Linked DNA regions of Ovis aries: region 1 is linked to region 2. Evidence: chromatin contacts called from public Hi-C data. All regions are on one chromosome and are shown on one strand. The core of a region is the stretch at or near the end of the contact, and the rest is flanking DNA. Distances in the headings are between cores, read along the strand shown. Region 1 holds the start of NCOA7 (nuclear receptor coactivator 7). Region 2 holds the start of HINT3 (histidine triad nucleotide binding protein 3).

Evidence for each region. A called contact is a pair of places that touch in the nucleus more often than the background predicts.
Region 1: a Hi-C map of hypothalamus shows a contact between it and region 2, with 5 times the contacts expected there. The contact joins the promoter of NCOA7 here to the promoter of HINT3 in region 2. A contact is called at or near these places in 7 of 16 Hi-C or Micro-C datasets (hypothalamus, liver, mixed tissues and 4 more).

Annotation. Positions count from the first base shown.
Region 1 is chr8:12,745,829-12,750,557 of ARS-UI_Ramb_v3.0, forward strand. NCOA7 (nuclear receptor coactivator 7) reads right to left here and starts at 1,860. Exons shown (of 15, transcript XM_060419203.1): 1 at 1,746-1,860.
Region 2 is chr8:12,570,193-12,575,279 of ARS-UI_Ramb_v3.0, forward strand. It overlaps HINT3 (histidine triad nucleotide binding protein 3), which reads right to left and starts at 1,812. Exons shown (of 5, transcript XM_027972326.2): 1 at 1,409-1,812. The coding sequence starts at 1,609.

The sequences.
Region 1 (4,729 bases), core at 610-3,109, 180 kb after region 2:
AAAATAAAGCAAATCAAATGTAATGCAGTTATCCTTGATGATTTCAAGATAATATAAAATTTAAAAGGAGAAAGGAAACAAATCTTCCAAACCCTTGATTTCACAACCACTTTAGTTCTCGAGCTTGAAAACTGCTATGTTTATATACTGAGGGAAACCCATACTGTTGAAAACGTGTATCTATATCACGTATTTTGAATCATTTAGGAATTACAGACTCTTCTAAATGTTTTATTTTCACCTTTACCTGTAATAAATACATTATAATTAGGTCAACCACAACAACTCAACCCTAAAATAAGTTAATATGTCACTTATTAACCAAATCGCTGTTATTCCTGGAGTAACCTGAAATTTCCTTTACACAAGTCGCCACTTTTTAAGTGTGTTTTAGAGTTTAATTAAAATAGGTTTGATTACCCATTAGAAAAAATGTGCCAGCTTAAAAATGAAATTATATTAGCATTTGGGGAGAATTACCTTATTTAACAACACATTAAAGAAGGAAAACATATGGTCTTAAAAATGTCAAAATTCAACTTAAATGTTGACATAACTGATTTTGACTATTTATGCCAAGAAGTAATTTTAAAAATACAGTTAAGCTTCAAGCACCATAGAGTAAACAATATGTTTTAAACCTAAACTGTCTTTCGATGAAGCCTGAAACACAGCTCATTCAACAAATAACCCACGAGAACCTATTATGTATCAGACCAGGGGATTAGGAGACTGAACAAGAGGAAGTCTCTATCCTCCTGTAGCTCTCAACCTTAATACGTTAATAAAATCGGAGCGTACAATGATCCAGTTTCCCTCTCTTAACTTTACTGCTTAATACGAAATTTAAACATGATAGCCTGTGAAGAGAGAATCTTGCCAAAAGGTTATCGTTCGTTCTGATGTACGAACTTTACATCGTACATGGGAGAGAAGAAACAATTTATAGCCAGTTTCTCAAAAGTACAAACCTTATTAACATCTAGCTGGAAGCTAGGCTGCGCCCAAGGCTGCCTCTGCTGGCCGACTCCGAGCATCTTTCCAGCAGATTCTAAACTCCCTACACCTGTATCAAACTTGCCATGCTTCCAAACACATCTCTTCAGGAAAGCTGAAGGCTCGCTCCCAGGTAAGCAGCACGAGAATTCCCCAGCCTCATCTAGCTCCTGAATATCTGATTTCTAAAGGGGCCTTCTCCAACTGGCCCTAAATGACTGAGTACAAGAATCTGAGACGTCACTTTCACGTTATCAATCAGCTAGCTCCGAAATACATCAAAATCCTGAGTGACTTCTACCTGCCGCTAGAATAACTCTTTGCGTGGCTGCACATTGGGAGAATACAGAAAGAAGGCATCTGTTCATCAGGCCGAAAAAATACGGTGACATTTATCCACCTGAGTTCCTGAAAATTCGGCCGTGCTCCCTCTCTCCATCCCCCAATAATCCTCACACCAATCCATCCTCCCCGCCCCTGCAAGCAGCGCGGGCCCCTCCGGGCCCAGGGGCTGGACGGGGAAGGGTCACGCTCTCCTTCGCCACCGCTCGGCCTGCCGAGCTCAAGAGGAGGCTGTCAGGTTAACAGGGGGGGTGCTGCGCCCAGCGCCATTAGAACACCTCCGGGCGCCGCACCGAGCTCCGGCGCGAGGCAAGTTTCGCGGGTCCCGGCCCCGGCCCCCCGCCCCTCCGCAGCGGCAGCATCAGCCGCGGGTGGCGGCCAGGGCCGGCGCCCGCCTCGCCACCTACCTACTGCAGGGCGGGGGCGCCGGCTCCTCGGGTCCCGGAGAAGGGCGTCGGGAGCTCGCATTTCTGGGAGCGGTGGCCTCTGCCGCTGGGCGCGGGGGAGCGCATCCTCCGGGGTGGGTGGGAGGAGGGGCCGGGGGAGGACCGCGCGGTGACGCGGAGCTGGGCGGGAGGGAGGAGCGCCCCGGCGCGCGCCCCGCGGGACCGGCGTCCCGCGCTAGTGGACTGCTCGGGCCTCTCCACGCCGCGCGGCGCCTAGCCAACCCTGCGGGTGCGCCCGCGAGTCAGGACCTCGGCCGCGACAGGCTGCCGGGCCCGGCCGGAGGCGGGGAGCTGCGGGTGGGACGACGCGGTGCAGACGCCCGCCTCTAGCTCCGCCCGGGCCGCACCACGCTCGGCGCCCCTGCGCCGCGGCGGGGGCCGGGGAGCTCGGAGGTTTGGCTCGGCCGCTCGGGCTGCAGCTGCTGCATCCTCCCCGCCCCGGCGATCTCCGGGCTGGGAGGCTGGGGGCACCCGCGACGGCTGGCAGCCTCGGCGGCCCGGGCGCAGCCCCAGCCCCGGCCCGGCGGCTCCGCCCCAAGAGAGCTGCGCGCGCGGCCTCTGCAGGCCGCGGCCCTTTGTGACGCCTCCCGGGAGTGAGCTCGTGGCGCTTCCCGCGGCCGGCCTGCCGGCGGCGGAGCCTAAGGTCTTCTTACCTCGCCCCGGGCGGGTAATCCCCTACTGCTGGCCACCACTCTCAGTGTGAATACGGCTTTGAGAGCAGAGCTCGAGTTCGTGTCTCCCCGAGCATGAAAGCCCTGAGGTTCCTTGTAGCTCGGGGACCGCTGGTCACAATAAACTCATCCTTCTGTCCTTTCTGGCGTTGTGTTTCGCAGAGGGGCCCCCATGTCCTCACCCCGCTCCCGCTCCCATCCTCCGCACAGCATCCGGGGTGCTGACAAGTTGCTGTCATTGCAGCAGTGGGGACCGAGCAATTGAGCCCTCCAGGCAGACTCTTGGCAAAGACCGGAGGGAGCCTGGGTTGGGAAGCTTGGCATCAGCTGCGGGCCAGTGCCTGTGAGCTTCCCATCCCCATTGGGGAGCTGTTCCTTCTAAGGTCCCATGACCAGCACTGCAAGATGACTAGGTGGATTTGGCCGTGAAATTGACCCTTACGTAAGGAAAAGACTTAATGGTGGAGCCTGCAGCTGGTGCGATAACACTGGTGTGTCAGAGGCCAGACACACAGGCCCAAGAGATAGCAGCCTCTTCTGGCTTGTTGTTGCTTATGCTGTAACAGCCTCTCGTGAAAGACAAGCGAAGCATTTCACAGAGATGGCTTTGGAATTTCAGTTGCAACTGGTTGCGTCTTGCAAAATATGGAATAATTACCCAATTCTGTACTGAGCATGTATAAAACTGGACCTCGGGTTTATATCTTTTTGCTTTGACTGTGAGGAATTGGAAATTTTCCTTTTTTTTTTTTTTTTTCTTTAGGCATTATGTTATTTGTAAATGATTTCCAAGGGAAAATAAGCCTCCTGCAATTTAAAGAGCTGATTTCATTGAATCAGAAGAACTTGGTTTGGGACCTCCAGAGAAACTGAGAGGCTCTCACACTTCTTTGATGTTTTTGAAATCTAAGATTAATGTAAAAACTGGCAAAGACACGTTCCACAGCAGTACAAGCTGTGGTAAAATCGTGATAAAATTTTCGAGATGAATTCTTCTAAATAGACATCCAGCAGGGTAGGACCTGCGTTGTGTATGGGTCAGGAAACACAAGCCCCAAGCCTCGGTCACATCCAGAGACTCTGATTTGATTGAGAGCCCCATTTTGTTTTCAAAAGTACCTATTTTGCCCCATATTCAGAACGACTTGACCAACATATGTATATATGTGATGAATAAGTGAAAGAATGAAGTCTCCCAGTGAGATTTGGCAGTTGCTTACTCTTAACATTTGTAAAGAGGTCTGCTTTAGATAGTAGTTTGTGCAGGAAATATCCTTTGAGTTGCAATTCTGGACTGCTTCCATCCTTCCACCAAGAGTCCCCTTTTGTTTTTCTCTCTATGGACCCCAGATTTTGTCAAGAAAAAAAATAGTGATCTTTTTTTATTAGACAAACATATTTTAAAAGTACTAACCATCAATCATAAAATGTTTCTCCACCTTTCAAAAACATTGCTTCTAATTTAAGGATCCTCTTTACTATCTTCATGAACTGCTCTAGAACTACAGGCTATATCACATGCTTATTATAACATTTTATTACAGTGAAAGTTTCGGTAGAATAAAGACTTCTGCCCTTCAGTTTAAAGAGGGAGAAAATTCCCCCTTTACTATTGGTTTTTCATTTACTCAACGTTTACTGATTTGCCTAAGCCTTGTCTTTACAGAGAAGTCCAAAGAAATAAACCATCTCCTTCTGCTCTAGATCTGTGCTGTCTCATACAGTGCCCACTAACCACATGTGCCCATTTAAATTTAAACTAAATTTAAAATGTAGTTTTCCATTCCACTAGCCACATTTCAAGTGCTAAAGAGCTACCCGTGGCTAGAGACGACTCATTGGAGAGCAGAGAATAGAAATTTCCGTTATTTCAAGAAATCCTTTTAGACAGCACTGCTCTAAGTAGAAAGTGAAATTTTAATTGAGATAAAAGATATAGTATGTAAACTTATTTGGGAAATCCTATTTGGGAAATCCTATTTGGGAGCAGTGTACAGTACAAATCAAACCTCAGTAGAATGTGTACTTCTTAACAGGGTAATCTCTAAGAGTTTAGGCTCTGGCTTCAGACTTCAGCTCCATCACATGCTGACCTTGGGTAAATAATTTAACCTCTGTTGCTGTTATCTGGAAAAGGCAGATGATAATAGTAACAAATATCAGGATTGATACAGGGCTTCCCTGGTGGCTCAGAGGGTAAAGAATCCACCTGCAATGTGGAGACTTGGGTTTGATCCCTGGGTTGGGAAGATCCGCTGGAGGAGGGCATGGCAA
Region 2 (5,087 bases), core at 562-3,061:
GACTCCTAATTATTCCTAAATTGATCTGCTTTTCTTCATCCCCATTACTACATTTTAAATCAGGCTAGACTACCTCAACAGCTTCATAACCAGTCTCTATGCCTCCAGCCTGGCCCTCTCCAAATCACCCTTCCCCAGGGTACCAGATGATCTTTCAAAGATCAAACGTTTTCATGGACCTCAACCCTTTTCTTCCAACTCAGCATGAACAGTAGCAATAAACTGTGGCGCTTCCTTCCCCTCACTCTTCATATAAAGCCCAAACTGCTTAACATGAAGTACAACAGCCTTAATAACTTGGCCCTCGCCTACCTCTCCACCCTCAGTTTTTACCACTCACCCCTTCAAACTCTATGCTCCAGTTAGATTGAATTTCTATTCGCCTGTGGCAGAGACCAAACCGCGGAAGGTTCTCTTTACCCAAGACATTGTTCTCTCCTCCTCCTCACCTGACCATGCTTATTTTTTCATGTCTCACTTCCTCTGGAAGGTCTTCCCTAACCCTTCAAATCTGGTCAGGTGCCCCTCCCACGGGCCTTGCAAAATACTGCAGGTGGTAAAACCATCTCACCATAGCACGGAGCACACTATCAGCTGCCTCTTCTGTCGGTACTGACTCCACCCTTTATGTTATAAAATGTAGACAGGGACTGCTGGCCTTTATTTACCTTGCTCAGCACTGAATCTCCAACAGTGCTTAGAAGGAATTCAATTTACTTTTAACCAATGAATGATTATTACAAAACAAAAACAAAGCCCAGAATCTTTGGAGCTGATTCTTTCAAAAGACTGTTTCTTTAAAGGCGAGTCAAGCAGGTAGACGAAAGTACCTACCCGATACCTGTTTTAAAATATCTGAGCAAAGTCTAAATGCTTTGAAAATTTCCCCAACTGATAATAACACTTCTAAGGAACTGTGGAAATCAGAATGCATTAACTAATAGTGTGACCACGGACCACTTCTGCCAGCCTATTTTCAGCGGATCTAACAAATGGGCTTGTCACAGTCACCATTATCTATTTTCTACTAGTTTGTTTTCAGAATCAGTATTTGCAGAATGTAAAGGCAGTGTCTAGAAGAGTGGGGGGAGGTGGGGCAGGGGGAGGTTCCTTTAATAAAATCAGAGGTCACTATTGTCCACCGACCACCTTGGCAGCTGCGGAGAGAGGTTTTATCTCTACATTTTCTCCCCTTAGAACAGTAAACGAGGCTGGCGACACTCCCGGCGCCTAGAGAAACAAGCCTGTCTCTATCACTAGGACACCCAGCCTCCTCCAGCTCCATTTACGCAGGACCGTCCCCACCCGATCCACGCCGGCGAGGCCCCCCTAAGCTGAGGCGCCCTAAGCGGAGCCCCCCGAGGGCGTTCCGGATCCCACCCGCGCCGGGTCGCGCGTCGCAGCCCACCTCACAGTGCAGGAGTTCGGTGCCGGGGTCCTGGTGCGCCGCGATCCGGCAGAACACGCACTTGCTACTGTAGTTCGCGAGCTCCGGGGACTCTGCGGTGACCGCGGGGGTCTCCCCTGGGGATCCCGCCGGTTGGGCAGCCGCCACTGGCTCAGAGCGGGCACACGACTTCCCTAAACCGCATTCCTCCTCCTCCATCATCGCACCCGCTCGTCTGCGCCGCTGAGAGGCTTCTCCGGGACAACAGGGCCTCCTGCAGAGTTCGCCTCCTGCACCTCCTAGATTTTACCTCGAGGCGTCGCCCCTTGTCTGGCGCTGGGCCGGGCAGGGACTGGGCACCGCGCGGATCCAGGGCCACCGGAGCCGCAAGGCGACTCGCCGCGAAGCCGCAGAAGCCAGAGGCTGGCCTTCACGCTGACTGCCACTCGGGGGCGCGCAAGGACGCGGCACGGAAGAGCCGCCGCCGCCGGCGGCAGCCGCCCATCCCCGTGCGTCTCGGTGGTAACGACGCAGGACTTCCGCCACAACGCCGGCTCGCGCCCCACGCCGCGATGACCTCACGTTCGCGCTCTACCCGGGGGCCAACTGGAACTTATTGAAGGTCTTCTCCCTGAGCCCAGTAACATAAAGTACCTCGAGTGTATAGCGATGTCTTAAAATTTTAAAAAAAAAATTTTTTTTTAATTCGTAGGTTTTACGAGAATGAACATTTCTAGAGCTTTGTTTTCTACACAGACTATTTTCGATACTTTGGGTATCCATTTAATACCATGATAATTTTAGGTGATAAGGCTCAAAATATCAAAACAGAACTTCACACCTGTTTTTACCTTTTGTTGTTATTATTGACAGCACCAGCTAGATCAAAATAGTGGGCTTTATCTCATTCTTCATACACAGATAAATGCGGAATCCTGTAGTTTATAGTCTGACATATTCCGGAACTTCATAGAAATTGACGAGGAATTGACCTAGAAACTTCAAGAAATTGACAAGAAATTCAGGCAGGGCTTTCTTGGGAGTTGTGCTTCGGGAAAGAGCGAAAAATGAGTAACACATTCCCTTGCTGGCTCCCTGGGTTGGGAGGGGCGCATGAGTTGGTCCCTTAAATGGGATGAGGGCCGGGCCAGATCTGGGGGTCTATCGGCGGGCGGGGGTGGGGGGGGACGTGGCTTAGTAGGTCGGCCCAACCACCCCCACCCTCTTGAGGGTGCTGTGTGCAGGGATCATGAGTAATACTAACACCCTCTTTCTGCTCAGGACATCGCAGAAGTAGCAGCTGGGTTTTTGGTCTTTTTGTACCTTGTTGCTTATAACTTGTTCAGGCTGTACTTCAGTTCAGTTCAGTCCCTCAGTCCTGTCCAACTCTTTGTGACCCCATGGACTGCAGCATGCCAGGCTTCTGGGTCAATCACCAACTCCCTAGAGCTTGCTCAAAACTTGCAAGCAGTTATTTTTAGTCCTTTAGTTTCTTTATATTCTGTTGCTCAAGCAGACATTTGTCCACATGCAAACACTGTAGCAAAGGGTCCCAAGTCCTCAGTCTCTCTCATTCCCCCGCTGTGAGCTTTTGCACCCCTTATTTTTAAGGGTTAAGGGGCTGAAGTTTTCCTCTTCTGAAGCATCTTCTGGCTGGACAAGGGGTCTCAGACCCTAGCTTACATTAGAGGTTTAGAAGTCCCTTGCTGACTGTTTCAAGGACATGTAGGGACCTGGGCCACCCTCTGCTGGAATGGATTGAAACCCTTGAGTCATAATGAGCCTAACTTGAAATTGCTGGAGCCTAGAAGATACAAAGTTAACCAAAAGATTAACCAGACAAGAGCCGAAAAAAGCCACTAACGGGCCTAGAAATGGAAGAAACCAAGTTAACTTTGGGAGTAGGGCTCCTGTCAGTGTTGACCAGACAGTGAGATTGTGTTGCTCTTGCCACAATTGTGACGCCGTTCTGCATGGGTGAGTATTTCTTTAATATTAACATCCACCTGTCCTGTTGCACTGATCCAGGCACAGCAGGAAGTATTAGTTACCAAACAAACTCTGCCTTGTTCTGCCAGAAAGTAACAAAGAGCCAGGCGATTATGAAGAACTATATTAGCTAAAGAGACAAGAGAGGTCTTAGGTCCCATTAAGGCTTGTTCTATCAGTTCCATCACACAACCACACTGTCCGGGTGAAATTTCCCAGTGTTACTTCATGATAAGTTAAGCCTCCGTGTAGAGCTGCCTGTCCTATGACTAGCCCTGCCCTGTGCTAAGATCATTCCTTTTGCTCTCCAGATTTGGGAGTGAGCCAGCCTGGTCCTATTATAGATAATATCCCTCTTATCCCTATAGACCATACAGGACACTCTCACACGAAGTGGACATCATCAGTGCATTTACAGACCATAGTATGAAGGCCTTGGGAAAAGGGCATGGCCTGGCATAACTCCATAACACGATGTTTTGGGTGTCTTCAGAGGAAAACAAACCCTTCAAGGGGGCAAACCCTTCTGAATGTCTTACGATTGTTCAGACCTGATAGTCCCTGAAGGACATAGCTGTTGCTAGTACATATGCAACTAGGAGACCACAAATCTTTATGTTGGTAATTTAGATTATATCACGTTATAAAGGTCTTCATGAAATGCTTCAGTGTGATCTGGTTGGTTTTGTCAGAGTTGACAACTGTAGTCCAGCTCATTATTTGCTCGATGTCCCACAGGCAGGTTGAATTGGATTGACAGGTGGATGAGATATTTCTTTCAACCATTCACACTCCCCTTCCATGTTGTTTAGGAAGACGGAGCCATAGTTTGAAACAGGACACGGGAGGTTGTAAGTACAGTTTCTCCCTACATAAGAGGCAGAATATCTGGTGTAATTCTGTCTCCAGTTGCCGGGGGTTGGGGGGTAGGCATATGAAACAAGTACTATTTGTGCAGTTTAACATAGCGTGCCCCGTGCCTTGGGTCGTTGTATAGGGGATTCAGGTTAAAGCATTGTAATAGCCCCCTGGAAAGTGCAAGCGTGACTAGCAGAGAGGGAAGGGGTGGCAACTGTCCCCAATTTATTTTGTTAATCAATATTGGAACCGGAAGGATCAGGGGAAATGCAAGGGGAGGGCCAGTATCCAGCTGGGGTGGTGAGTGTTGATGGTATATCCAGCATTATTTTAAATGTTCTCTTTTGGACATGATTTTGGAAATGTTGATGAGTGAGTGTTCTCACTATTTTTTCCTGGTTACATGGACTAGTAGGGCACACAGGGTCAATAACAGAGCATCTTGGGGGTGGAGAATTTTCCCTTAAACCAGCATGGACAAGGGAGTTAATTCTCTGGCGAGGGTGGCCGTGCAAAGCAGTAGGATGCAAGCAGCAGCACAGTAGCACAATTGCGAATGGGAGTCCAGCTCACACACCGATTTACTCACCTGTGGATCATGCCTGTGCTTGCAACAGGCATCACAGGCTTTCCCCTGGCTCACAGATGTGTTGCTCTTCTCTCATGACTTGAGGGGTTTTCTCCACATCTAGTACTAAGACAAGGCCTCCCACTGGTCATTTCTGAGCTAAGCCTCAGACCACTCCTGGGGACTACATGGACCCCGAGGACTGCAGGACGAAGCAAGTGTCATGAGCCTCTTGGCAGAGCTTTGCTAAGGTTTTCTCTAAAGGATGGTTCATTTTCTCCACCT